2 separate regions of the Sus scrofa genome follow, and region 2 is linked to region 1. Evidence: chromatin contacts called from public Hi-C data. All regions are on one chromosome and are shown on one strand. The core of a region is the stretch at or near the end of the contact, and the rest is flanking DNA. Distances in the headings are between cores, read along the strand shown. Region 1 holds the start of ANKZF1 (ankyrin repeat and zinc finger domain-containing protein 1). Region 2 overlaps DNAJB2 (dnaJ homolog subfamily B member 2).

What was found. A called contact is a pair of places that touch in the nucleus more often than the background predicts.
Region 2: a contact with region 1 is called in a Hi-C map of fetal liver, with 1.7 times the contacts expected there. The contact joins the enhancer-like site here to the promoter of ANKZF1 in region 1. A contact is called at or near these places in 3 of 5 promoter capture datasets (fetal liver, fetal skeletal muscle and liver), 2 of 47 Hi-C or Micro-C datasets (fetal liver and liver) and 2 of 2 datasets of contacts at active chromatin or transcription factors (alveolar macrophages and skeletal muscle).

Annotation. Positions count from the first base shown.
Region 1 is chr15:121,263,188-121,268,451 of Sscrofa11.1, reverse strand. It overlaps ANKZF1 (ankyrin repeat and zinc finger domain-containing protein 1), which reads right to left and starts at 2,759. Exons shown (of 16, transcript XM_001925639.5): 1 at 2,623-2,759; 2 at 2,217-2,355; 3 at 2,179-2,214; 4 at 75-187. The coding sequence starts at 2,325. It overlaps ATG9A (autophagy related 9A), which reads left to right and starts at 4,522. Exons shown (of 14, transcript NM_001190275.1): 1 at 4,522-4,624; 2 at 4,746-4,789. The coding sequence starts at 4,522.
Region 2 is chr15:121,332,253-121,337,516 of Sscrofa11.1, reverse strand. It overlaps DNAJB2 (dnaJ homolog subfamily B member 2), which reads right to left. Exons shown (of 11, transcript XM_021074972.1): 11 at 1,590-1,647. The coding sequence ends at 1,605. It overlaps PTPRN (receptor-type tyrosine-protein phosphatase-like N), which reads left to right. Exons shown (of 24, transcript XM_003133669.4): 15 at 452-652; 16 at 750-897; 17 at 1,059-1,132; 18 at 1,371-1,448; 19 at 1,544-1,663; 20 at 2,396-2,562. Among named protein-coding and RNA genes, the nearest start is that of PTPRN, 14 kb to the left of the region's middle. Within about 2 kb of position 2,531, at least 9 of the 83 cell types and tissues checked have an H3K27ac peak or open chromatin away from gene starts, as enhancers often do. A contact at or near this core is called in fetal liver, where this site is marked.

The DNA of each region.
Region 1 (5,264 bases), core at 1,510-4,009:
ATCAAATGTCTACATCTTTTCACCCACCGTTACAGGTCTACTGCCACCATTTAGCTCTCCATCTGGCCTTTTACCTGCTCCTGGTGGTTCTGGAAGGTCTGGTCACAGGTTGAACAACACAACTTCTCTGAAGTATCCAGAGGACACTGGAGTGGTTTTCTTTCTGGGCTTTTTTTCTCCCCTGAACCTAAACAAGGGGAGGGTAAACAGAGGTAGAAAGAGTCTAAATTCACAGCGCCTGGGATTACAGTCACTGTCTGATACACAAACTAGAGGAGGATACAAAAGAAATAGCATATCCCTGCCTTCAAGGAATATACAGTCTAGTGATCATGGCATAGCAATCACATGTAGCAAATATGCTTCCGGTGAATGTAAAATGAATATAAATCAAATATTGTATGTAAATTAACCAAAGAGGTTGTTTAGATGAATCCAGAAAATAATTTCTGGTAAGGTTAAAATTATTTTTAACTGTGCAAAAACCACTTCCCAAATGCCAGTTTTTTTAAGTTTATATTTCTAATTACAGTGTGCAGTTTGTTTAAAAAAAGATACAAGAGGGAGTTCCCATTGTGGCTCAGCTGGTTGCAAACCCGACTAGTATCCATGAAGATGCAGGCTCCATCCCAGGCCTCGCTCAGTGGATTAAGAATCTGGCATTGCTATGAGCTGTGATATAGGTCAAAGATATGGCTCAGATCCCATGTTGTTATGACTTCAGTGAAGGCTAACAGCTGCAGCTCCAATTTGACCCCTAACCTGGGAACTTTCATATGCTGCAGGTGTGGCCCTAAAAAGCAAAATAAATAAGTAAATAAAATTTTTAAAAGGTTCAAGAAAAACAAACTAAACTTGTACAAAACCAAGACTAAGTGTTTTATATTCAGCAAGAAGGAATGACTGATTGGAATACAGTTAAATTTGGACTATATCAGGAATTTTGAAACTATATCTAGGAGTTTCCATTTTGGCTCAGTGGTAACAAACCCGAGTAGTATCCATGAAGACGCAGGTTCGACCCATGTCCCTGCCCAGTGGATTAAGGATCCAGCATTACCATGAGCTGCGGTGTAGGTCACAGACATGGCTAAGATCTGGGGTAGCTGTGGCTGTGGTGTAGGCTGGCAGCTAGGGCTCCAATTCAAACCGCAGCCTGGGAACTTCCATATGCTGCAGGCACAGCCTTAAAAAAAATAAAAATAAAAATAAAAAACTTTTACAAATTAAAAGAAACCATATCTAGGAATTTTGAAGTGTTTTTGCAGGCAGTGGGGTTAATGTGATGAGGCATAAGAAATGGCAAGAGGAGTTCCCGTCGTGGCACAGTGGTTAATGAACCCGACTAGGAACCATGAGGTTGCGGGTTCGGTCCCTGCCCTTGCTCAGTGGGTTAACGATCCGGCATTGCTGTGAGCTGTGGTGTAGGTTGCAGACGCGGTTCAGATACCGCGTTGCTGTGGCTCTGGCGTAGGCTGGTGGCTACAGCTCCGATTCGACCCCTAGTCTGGGAACCTCCATATGCCGCCAGAGCGGCCCAAGAAAATGACAAAAAGACAAAAAAAAAAGGAAAAGAAATGGCAAGAGATTTGTTTGGAGACAATTCAGGAGCCTGTGCTGGAACTCCAGAGATTGATTTTTTTTTTTTTGACCAGAAAATAGACTTTAATTTTACATGTACAAATATTGCTTTAAATTCATAATAGTTAAAAAGCATATATACGAACTTCGGCTTAAAAGGAAAAGTCAAAAGCAGGAGTTCCCGTGGTGGCTCAGTGGAAAGGAATCCGACTAGGAACCATGAGGTTTCTGGTTCCATCCCTGGCCTCGCTCAGTGGGTTAAGGATCCCGCGTTGCCGTGAGCTGTGGTGTAGGTAGGTCACAGACGAGGTTCCGACCTGGCATTGCTGTGGCTCTGTCGTAGGCTGGCAGCAACAACTCCGATTGGACCCCTAGCCCGGGAACCTCCATATGCCACAGGTGTGGCCCTCAAAAGACAAAAAAAGAAAGTAAAAAGCAAGCATTCTGCAGTTGAGAATTGATAAATTTATCCAGAAGATGTCAACAAGGGCTCCTAAGCTGGGAAACGCCGATAAGAATGTGTTCCCTGGAGAAGCAATAAGCTCCAAAGAGCACAATCACGTCCCTCCTGGGTCCACCCCAACACTTTCCAGATACCTGGACAGGAAGTCCGCAGAGTCTGGGCCAGAACCTCCCAGGAGCGTGGCTCACCAGGCGCAGGCCCTGAAGGACTGGAGCATCCGCGCTGAGGTCAAAAAGGGAGATCGACACAGAAGCCTGAGCTGCAGCTGGAGCCGGCGACATGGCTGAGCAGAGATTACTTAGAAGCAGCTCCTGGAGCAGAAAGGCGCTTAAGATACAGAGCTCCCCAAAGCATGATCCTGCTGCCGCGTCTCCTGTCTGTGTAACTTGGAGTCGGCCCTGGGGTTAATATGCGATCTTAGCCCGCTTTCTCAAACCGCCAGTCTCGGAACACACAGGAGTGAAATGGGAGCAACCAACAGAGTTAATTAAAATCACTGAGGTTCCTTAACTAACCGCTCCTCGTTACCCGTGCCATGAGCTTCAGCAATGACTAAACCGCGTGGACTCGTCTCAGACCTCAGAAGCTGCAGCAAAGGTCCCCGGGAGCCGAGCCGCATGGACGTCTACAGTTCGAAACCCGGATTTCTGCAACACCACAACAATCTCGTCACTACGGAGCAGCAGAGAGGACACACGGTACCGCCTAGACCTGAGCTCCGCCCCGTGTAGGGCGCACTATTGGTCCCCAGATGGTCCAAGGCCCGCCTCTAGCCTTTAATCCCGCCCCAGATGCCGACAATTGGCCGTGGTGTCTCCACCCCCCATGTTCATTGGTCAGGCTGCCTGCGGGTGACAGTGAGTGGCAGACGCCGGGGCCTAGCGCTCCGGGCCCGGCCGTGCCCAGTGGAGCCGACTGCGCCCCTGGAATCACCCGGGTCACCGTTCCGGAGGTGAAACGCGAGACCGGTTACCGAAATCCCACGGTCTTGGTCGGGCCTGGCCAGGGGTGCCCGTGGAGCCCTAAGTGAGCTCGCGGCGGGTAACGGGGAAAGGGGCGCCGCGGGCGGGGCGGAGGCGCGCAGCCGGAATGTTTTGATAGCGGGGGCGCGCGGGGGGAGGGCGCGCGCGAGCGGCGGGGCCGCGCGCGAGGTTGTCCGCTGTTGGGAGCCGAGCCCTCGGCCTGGGGCCGGGCGATCCTGGGGCTCTCTGGGCTCGGGTCGTGGCAGCCGGGTGTCAGGAGACAGCCCAGCCCACCTGGGGAATTAGCTGTCGGACTGGCTCGATTCCTCCAACGTCCGCAGGAACCCCTGAGCCCAGGCCCGACTGGCAGGGGCTCAATGGGCCCTGGGTCTACACTGACCCAGTAAGTGGTGAGTTCCCTGAGGGCTTGGTCAGCTTCTTTGGACCCAAGGTTCTCACTAACCCAGGGAATCCCACGGGGGCCAGGCTGGGCCATTCTCGGTGGCCTCAGGGTCTGCACTGACTAGGTGAGTGGCACCTAGACCACATCTGGCTCAAGAGACCAAGGGAGCCCACAGTTCTCTCGGGATCTGGGTCTACACTGTCCCAGTCAGGATTTCCCATCCGGGAGCAATGCTTGCCCAGTGGGTCTTTGGTGCTGGGGAAGCAATGGCAGGAGTTGACATAAAGGTCCTCTTTTAAAAACACTCTCTTCTTGGGTTTTGGCTTTGGGGCTTTGTGAACCTTGAAAGATCTGTCTAATTTCTGAGGCTGAGGTGGGGCAAGGGGTCCAGCCCTATACAGACTCAGTTTCCACAGGTTCATTAAGCCACTTCTTGGGATCCTAGAGTTGAGTGAGTGGCCATGTACAGTGGAGCCAGGGGAGGTGCCCACAGCCCTAGGCTGGAAGGGTGCCTCTTTCCCACTGCAGCCTCCCTGTCCTGTGCTTGGCCTCCCTTAGTGGGGGTGGGGGGAGGGGAGGGTTGGGGTTGTTTCTATTCCCACTCCCCACTCTGGGGCCTGACACCTTCTCCTCCAGCAGCTGCAGAGCCAGGGCACCGAGGGCTGAAGTGGAGCAGACACTGTCCATGGAGCTGGTAGGGCCATGTGCTTATCTCAGACCTTTGTTTACAAAGTGCTTCCAAACTGCTAGTCTCTTGGGACATCAGGGTTTCTCCAGGAGGTGGGGGGGGCTTTTCTCCACTGAATATCAGAGGATGAAACAGACCCCCCAGAGGGGCAGAGTCTGGCTTCAGGCCAGCAAGACCTCAGTAGATGCTCAGTAAAGGCTCTGGGAATGAAGCCCTCCCAAGCCCTGAGCTTGCTGCTCTCCTGGGTCACTCCTCTCCCTCTGCCTTTGATCCCAAAAGACTGGTAGTGGGACCAAGCCCAAGGATTCTTTCTCACCTATTTCTGGTTGAGCAGGCAGAGAAGACAGACAGTACCAGGATCTGAACCTGAGTCTCTTCTTCCTCATTACCCACAGGTGGACAAGGTGGACAGGGGGTGGTGGTGATGGCGCAGTTTGACACTGAATACCAGCGCCTAGAGGCCTCTTACAGTGATTCACCCCCTGGGGAGGAGGACCTGTTGGTGCACGTCCCTGAGGGGAGCAAGTGTGAGTTCCTGGACGTGACAGCCAGAGCTGGGGCATGGGGGAGAGTGGGTGGATGAAGGCTGAGTGAGGAAGGGGCTTACATTCCTTGAGGGTTCTGACATCTCTGCTCCTGTGCCCACAGCACCCTGGCACCACATTGAAAACCTTGACCTCTTCTTCTCCCGAATATCCTTTGTCTCTGCATTGGAGCTTTGGGACCTTTAGTCCCTCTTGAAGCCAGACCCCTGATGGGAAGCTGGTGTGGGTTTGGTTCTAATCCCAGAAGGAGAGTGGAGCCCATCTTGAGCCTACAAGAGGCTGGGGAAATAACGATTGTTATAAATAACGCTACCGGGGGGAGTTCCCATCGTGGCGCAGTGGTTAACGAATCCGACTGGGAACCACGAGGTTGCGGGTTCGGTCCCTGCCCTTGCTCAGTGGGTTAAGGATCCGGCGTTGCCGTGAGCTGCAGTGTAGGTTGCAGACATGGCTCGGATCCCACGTTGCTGTGGCTCTGGCACAGGCCAGTGGCTACAGCTCTGATTGGATCCCTAGCCTGGGAACCTCCATATTAAAAATAAAAATAAATAAATAAATAACTATACCGGAGTTCCCTTCTTGGCACAGTGGAAACAAATCGGACTAGGAACCTGATTTGACC
Region 2 (5,264 bases), core at 1,282-3,781, 69 kb before region 1:
TAGGCACCACCCAAGCAGTATAGCCCTGAAAAGGATGAGAGCCAGGGCAGAAGACCCTACCCTGGAGGAGATGGGTCCATTCAGAATCAATCAAGGATGGAGTTCCTGCTATGGTCAGCAGTAACAAACCCAACTAGCATCCACGAGGATTCGGGTTCAGTCCCTGGCCTCGCTCAGTGGGTTAAGGATCCAGCATTGCCGTGTGCTGCGGCACAGGTCACAGATGTGGCTTGCATCTGGGGTTGCTGTGGTGGTGATATAGGCTGGCAGCTGCAGCTCTGATTCGGCCACTAGCCTGGGAACTTCCTTATGCCGTGGGTGTGGCCCTAAAAAGCAAAAAAAAAAAAAAAATCAATCAAGGACAAGTCCAGGGACTCTGTTGAACTGAGCTCAGGACTCTGTTGAAAAGGCTTCAGGGGACCTTGGGCCGTGCCCGATCCTTCTTCTGCAGGACCTGTGCCGCCAGCACATGGCCTCAAAGTCCCTGTTCAACCGGGCAGAGGGTCCACCGGAGCCTTCTCGGGTGAGCAGCGTGTCCTCGCAGTTCAGCGACGCGGCCCAGGCCAGCCCCAGCTCCCACAGCAGCACACCGTCCTGGTGCGAGGAGCCCGCCCAGGCCAACATGGACATCTCCACGGGACACATGATTCTGGTCAGGAGAGGGTGTGGGCGTGGGGTGAGGGGACAGGAGGGCAGGAGGGACATGGCAGGTCGGGGGGGGCCAGCGCCAGGCTGTGGTGTTCCTGCAGGCATACATGGAGGACCATCTGCGGAACCGGGACCGCTTGGCCAAAGAGTGGCAGGCCCTGTGTGCCTACCAAGCGGAGCCCAACAGCTGTGCCACCGCCCAGGGGGAGGGCAACATCAAAAAGAACCGCCACCCTGACTTCCTGCCCTGTGAGTGAGTTCTGCTGGCCCACCCAGCCCAGCTCTCTGTCTGCTGGGAGCTCTGATGGGCTTGGGGGAGGGACTGGGCTCCTGGCTCAGGCTGAGCGGCAGAGGTGCCAGGACCCCAATGACTGGAGGGGCCTCTGGGGTGGGATGCGGGGTCTGTGCAGATGACCACGCTCGCATCAAGCTGAAGGTGGAGAGCAGCCCTTCTCGGAGCGATTACATCAACGCCAGCCCCATTGTGAGTGGCCTGGCTCCAGCCCCCACCTCCTCCCCGCTTTCATCCGGGCCCCATAGACTCCATGTCCTTAAGGGTCACCACCACCCCACCCGAGGCCCTGGAATTGTGGGCCTGATATCCTAGCATGGAAACTGGGGTTCTCAGGCACCCCCCAGACCCCCGGCCTGCTCCCTCTGACCAAGTCTCTCCACAGTGGCAATTCCCATTCTGGCTCAGGATGTATCTTTCCTGCCCCCAGATTGAGCATGACCCTCGGATGCCAGCCTACATAGCCACCCAGGGCCCGCTGTCGCACACCATCGCAGACTTCTGGCAGGTGAGCTGTTGGAGGGAGGGCTTCTCCCAGGATCAGGGGCCCTTATGGGCAGCCAAGGAGGTTAGAATGGAGCTTACCTGGGTCTCTGTCCCTAGATGGTGTGGGAGAGTGGCTGCACCGTCATTGTCATGCTGACCCCGCTGGTGGAGGATGGCGTCAAGCAGTGCGACCGCTACTGGCCAGATGAAGGCTCTTCCCTCTACCATGTGTATGAGGTCAGCGAGACAAGGAGTCAATGGGAGAGGGGAGAGCGGATGGTACACCATTCACACATGTGAATATGCCTGTACATAAACCCACGTGTACACACAGACATTCATTTCATGACTACTTTGTTTGTTTTAGGGCCACACCTGCAGCACGTGGAGGTTCCCAGGCTAGGGGTCAAATCGGAGCTACAGCTGCTGACCTACACTACACCCACAGCACCACTGCATCTGAGCTGCATCTGTGACTTACACCACAGCTCACGGCAATGCCAGATCCTTAACCCACTGAGCAAGGCCAGGGATCGAACCCGCAACCTCATGGTTCCTAGTCGGATCCGTTTCCTCTGCACCATGACGGGAACGCCTGCTCTTTTAATTTTTTAAAAATTAGTCTCATTTATGGTTAAAGAAAGAAAATCAAAAGTACAGAATTTTATCAAAACGTATCGTGTGTGTAGCACAGACATTTAGCTAGATTCTGTTCGGAAGAGGAAGGAGAAACTCTGATATCAAAAAGCTCACAATAGTTGTGTCTAGATAGAAAAGCTCCCAGTTGTCCTGAGCAGTAGCCCAGTGACACAGACAGCTAGGGTTTGGGGGGGACAGCTGGGACTATTGGGGCAGGAGGTCAGGTAAGCTTCCTGGAGGATGTAGAATTTGACTGGCCTGGGAGGCCGGGAGGATGTGGGAGGATTTGAGAGGCCCTGCCCGCTCAGACCTGCTCCCCCTCCTCGGCAGGTGAACCTAGTGTCGGAGCACATCTGGTGCGAAGACTTCCTGGTGCGGAGCTTCTACCTGAAGAACGTGCAGACCCAGGAGACGCGCACGCTCACGCAGTTCCACTTCCTCAGCTGGCCGGCAGAGGGCACCCCGGCCTCCACCCGGCCCTTGCTGGACTTCCGCAGGTGAGCATCCCCAGCGCCTGGGCGGTGGGGTGGCCCCAAGGGAGGCTCCGAAGAGCGGGAAGAGAGGCTCACAGGCTTGGAGGTGTCGGGAGTCCCACGATCTCCCAGCCCCTCAGCTCCTCCACGGGCCCCAGGTATGTTAGTCAGGCCCTTTAGTCTGACCTGAAGCCTTGGCATCTGGTCCACCAACGCCCCCTTCTAGACACCCTCAAACCAGAACTGACTCTGACTTCCTGGAGCTCCCTTCCAGACCCCCCACACCTCCCACCCAAACCAAGACTGACGGATTGTCTCGCTGTGCCCATTTCTCCACCACCGCTGTGATCCAGCTCTCTGTCTCCTCCCTCTCTTGCCCTCTTCCCCCCCCCTTTTTTTTTTTTTTTTTTTTTTTTTTTTTTTGTCTTTTCTGGGGCAGCACCTGCAGCATATGGATGTTCTCAGGCTAGGGGTCTAATCGCAGCTGTAGCCGCCGGCCTACACCACAGCCACAGCAACGCCAGATCCGAGCCGCATCTGCGACCTACACCACAGCTCACGGCAACACCAGATCCTTAACCCACTGAGCAAGGCCAGGGATCGAACCCGCAACCTCATGGTTCCTAGTCGGATACGTTTCCGCTGCGCCAGGACGGGAACTCCGCCTTCTTTCTCCATAAGACCCTTCCCCACAAGAAGGGCTCACCTTATTTCTAACTCTCTCCTTCTCTCGGTCCCCTTGGCCCCTCCTGTTTCCTCCTGACCAGCCTGCCTTCCAGGTGTCCAACACTGATCCCTGTGTCTGCTGCCCCCTTGCGGTCCCTCGCTCCACCCGCCGTCCCGCTTCTTTATCCCTCTGTGACTCTTTGCCTCTTTCCATCTCTCCCTCTGCTTCTCTTTCCCTCCTTTCCTTCCCTCTTCTCTCTCCCCCACCCTCCCTCTCCAGCACGTCTTTCTCCATCACTGTCTCACAGTCTGTCTCCCTCTTACCCTCCAACCTCATGTCCTTCTCTCTGTGCCTCTCTCTGTCCCTTCTCCCGCTCCGTCTCTTCACCTCTCTCCCACCTCTGCCTATGTATGCCTGTCTCTCTGTCTCCCCCTCCCTCTGCCTGTCTCCCCTCTCTGTCCCCTCCCTCCTCTCTCTCTCTCACAGCTGCCAGCGTCATTTTTGTGATCTGCAGCTAGTATTCTCACTCCAGTTGCATAGTCACAAAAGTGATCATTGGCAGGTGTGGCCGCTGCATGGACAGGACATGAGGACGTGTGGGCCCAGGGACCACCACCCTGAAGCCTGCCGGGAGAGCCAGGGGCTGGTGGGTGGGGGGACACTCAGGAAAGGGACAGATACTACTATCAAAGGGAGTCCAGAAGGATCTCTGGATTCTTGGGCACTCAGTGGAACCACGTGGAGGCTGGAACCAAAAGCTAATGGAGGGACTTGACCTGTTCTGACGCTGAAACCATGACTGGGCCAGGCTTCCAGCATCTCCTGCCTGTGCACGCCCCCCACTGGCCCCCAACAGGTGGCTGAGAAATGGCAGGGGCCTCACCCACCCGGTGGCCTCCTCCTGCTTTTCTGCCCCTTGCCAGGCTGGCCTGAGGTCTCTAGGCACTGGGCCAAGAGCAGAGGAGCAGAGTGTGGGTGGGAACCTGGGGTAGTTTCTGAGCCTCAGGACAATGGTTTCTAACTGGGGTCCCCAGGGCTGAGGTACAGCCTTCTCAAAAGCAACACCAGGTATCAGAGCTTTTATATTTTCCCCATTTTAAAAATCTTTATAGAACTAGTGCATGGACCTGTTTTAAGGCTGCACAGGTAAGCCAAAAGGTTGTATTTCTGTGCTTTAGGCTGGAATTATGTAAACTCAGTTGGCATTAGACACCCAGCATAAATTAATTGCTGCTTAATAAATACAGTTTGGTGAAGGTCTACCAGAGGGAAGATAAAATAACTTTTAAGTCCTAGAAAGTGACTCTGAGCAAGGCCTGGACCTCCATCCGTTTCCTTACCTGTGAAATGAGGATGAGGACCCATACTTTAGGGCGTTGTTACAAAAGTCAACAGCATAAAGTCTAGAAAATCTGCTTGAAGTGCCTGGCACACAGCAAGGGCTCTATGAAGTCTAAATACCATTTATTGTCATTATAATTAAACGATCAGGAACCATTGTCGCAACTTCTGTTCCACTCCAGCCCTGATGTACTAGCCAATGTGCTAGAAAACCACGTGGTCTCCTGGAAAACTATTGGAGTCTACCTGGCCCCTGCTAGCCTGGGGGGACCAGATGGAAGGACCACTAGACACTCTTGTAACCCGCAGGAGGACCAGAAACGCTCTAATAACCCCAAGAAGGTCCCCCCTCACCCTGGCCCACTGGGCGTATCAAGATTCTACAAGTGACTCTCAAAATAGGAAGCTCAGAAGGGACAAGGGAGGATTAGACCAGGCCATTGAGAGAGAGAAACCCCCTGCTTCTTGCTGAGCTGTGCTCAGGGCAGCAGAATCTGAGGTCCAGGTGGACCCCAAGTCTGAATATGATCTGACCGCAGAGCACCTGTGCTGACCTAAGACTTACCCAGGGAGACAGGCAGCAGCGTAACATGCAGAGCTGGGCGGTTGTCTTGCCCTAGCGGGAAGAACTCTGTGCCCAGAGCTACTACCTGACCTATTGCTAACAAGAACCACAAGGGGGAGTTCCCGTCGTGGCTCAGTGGTTAACGAATCTGAC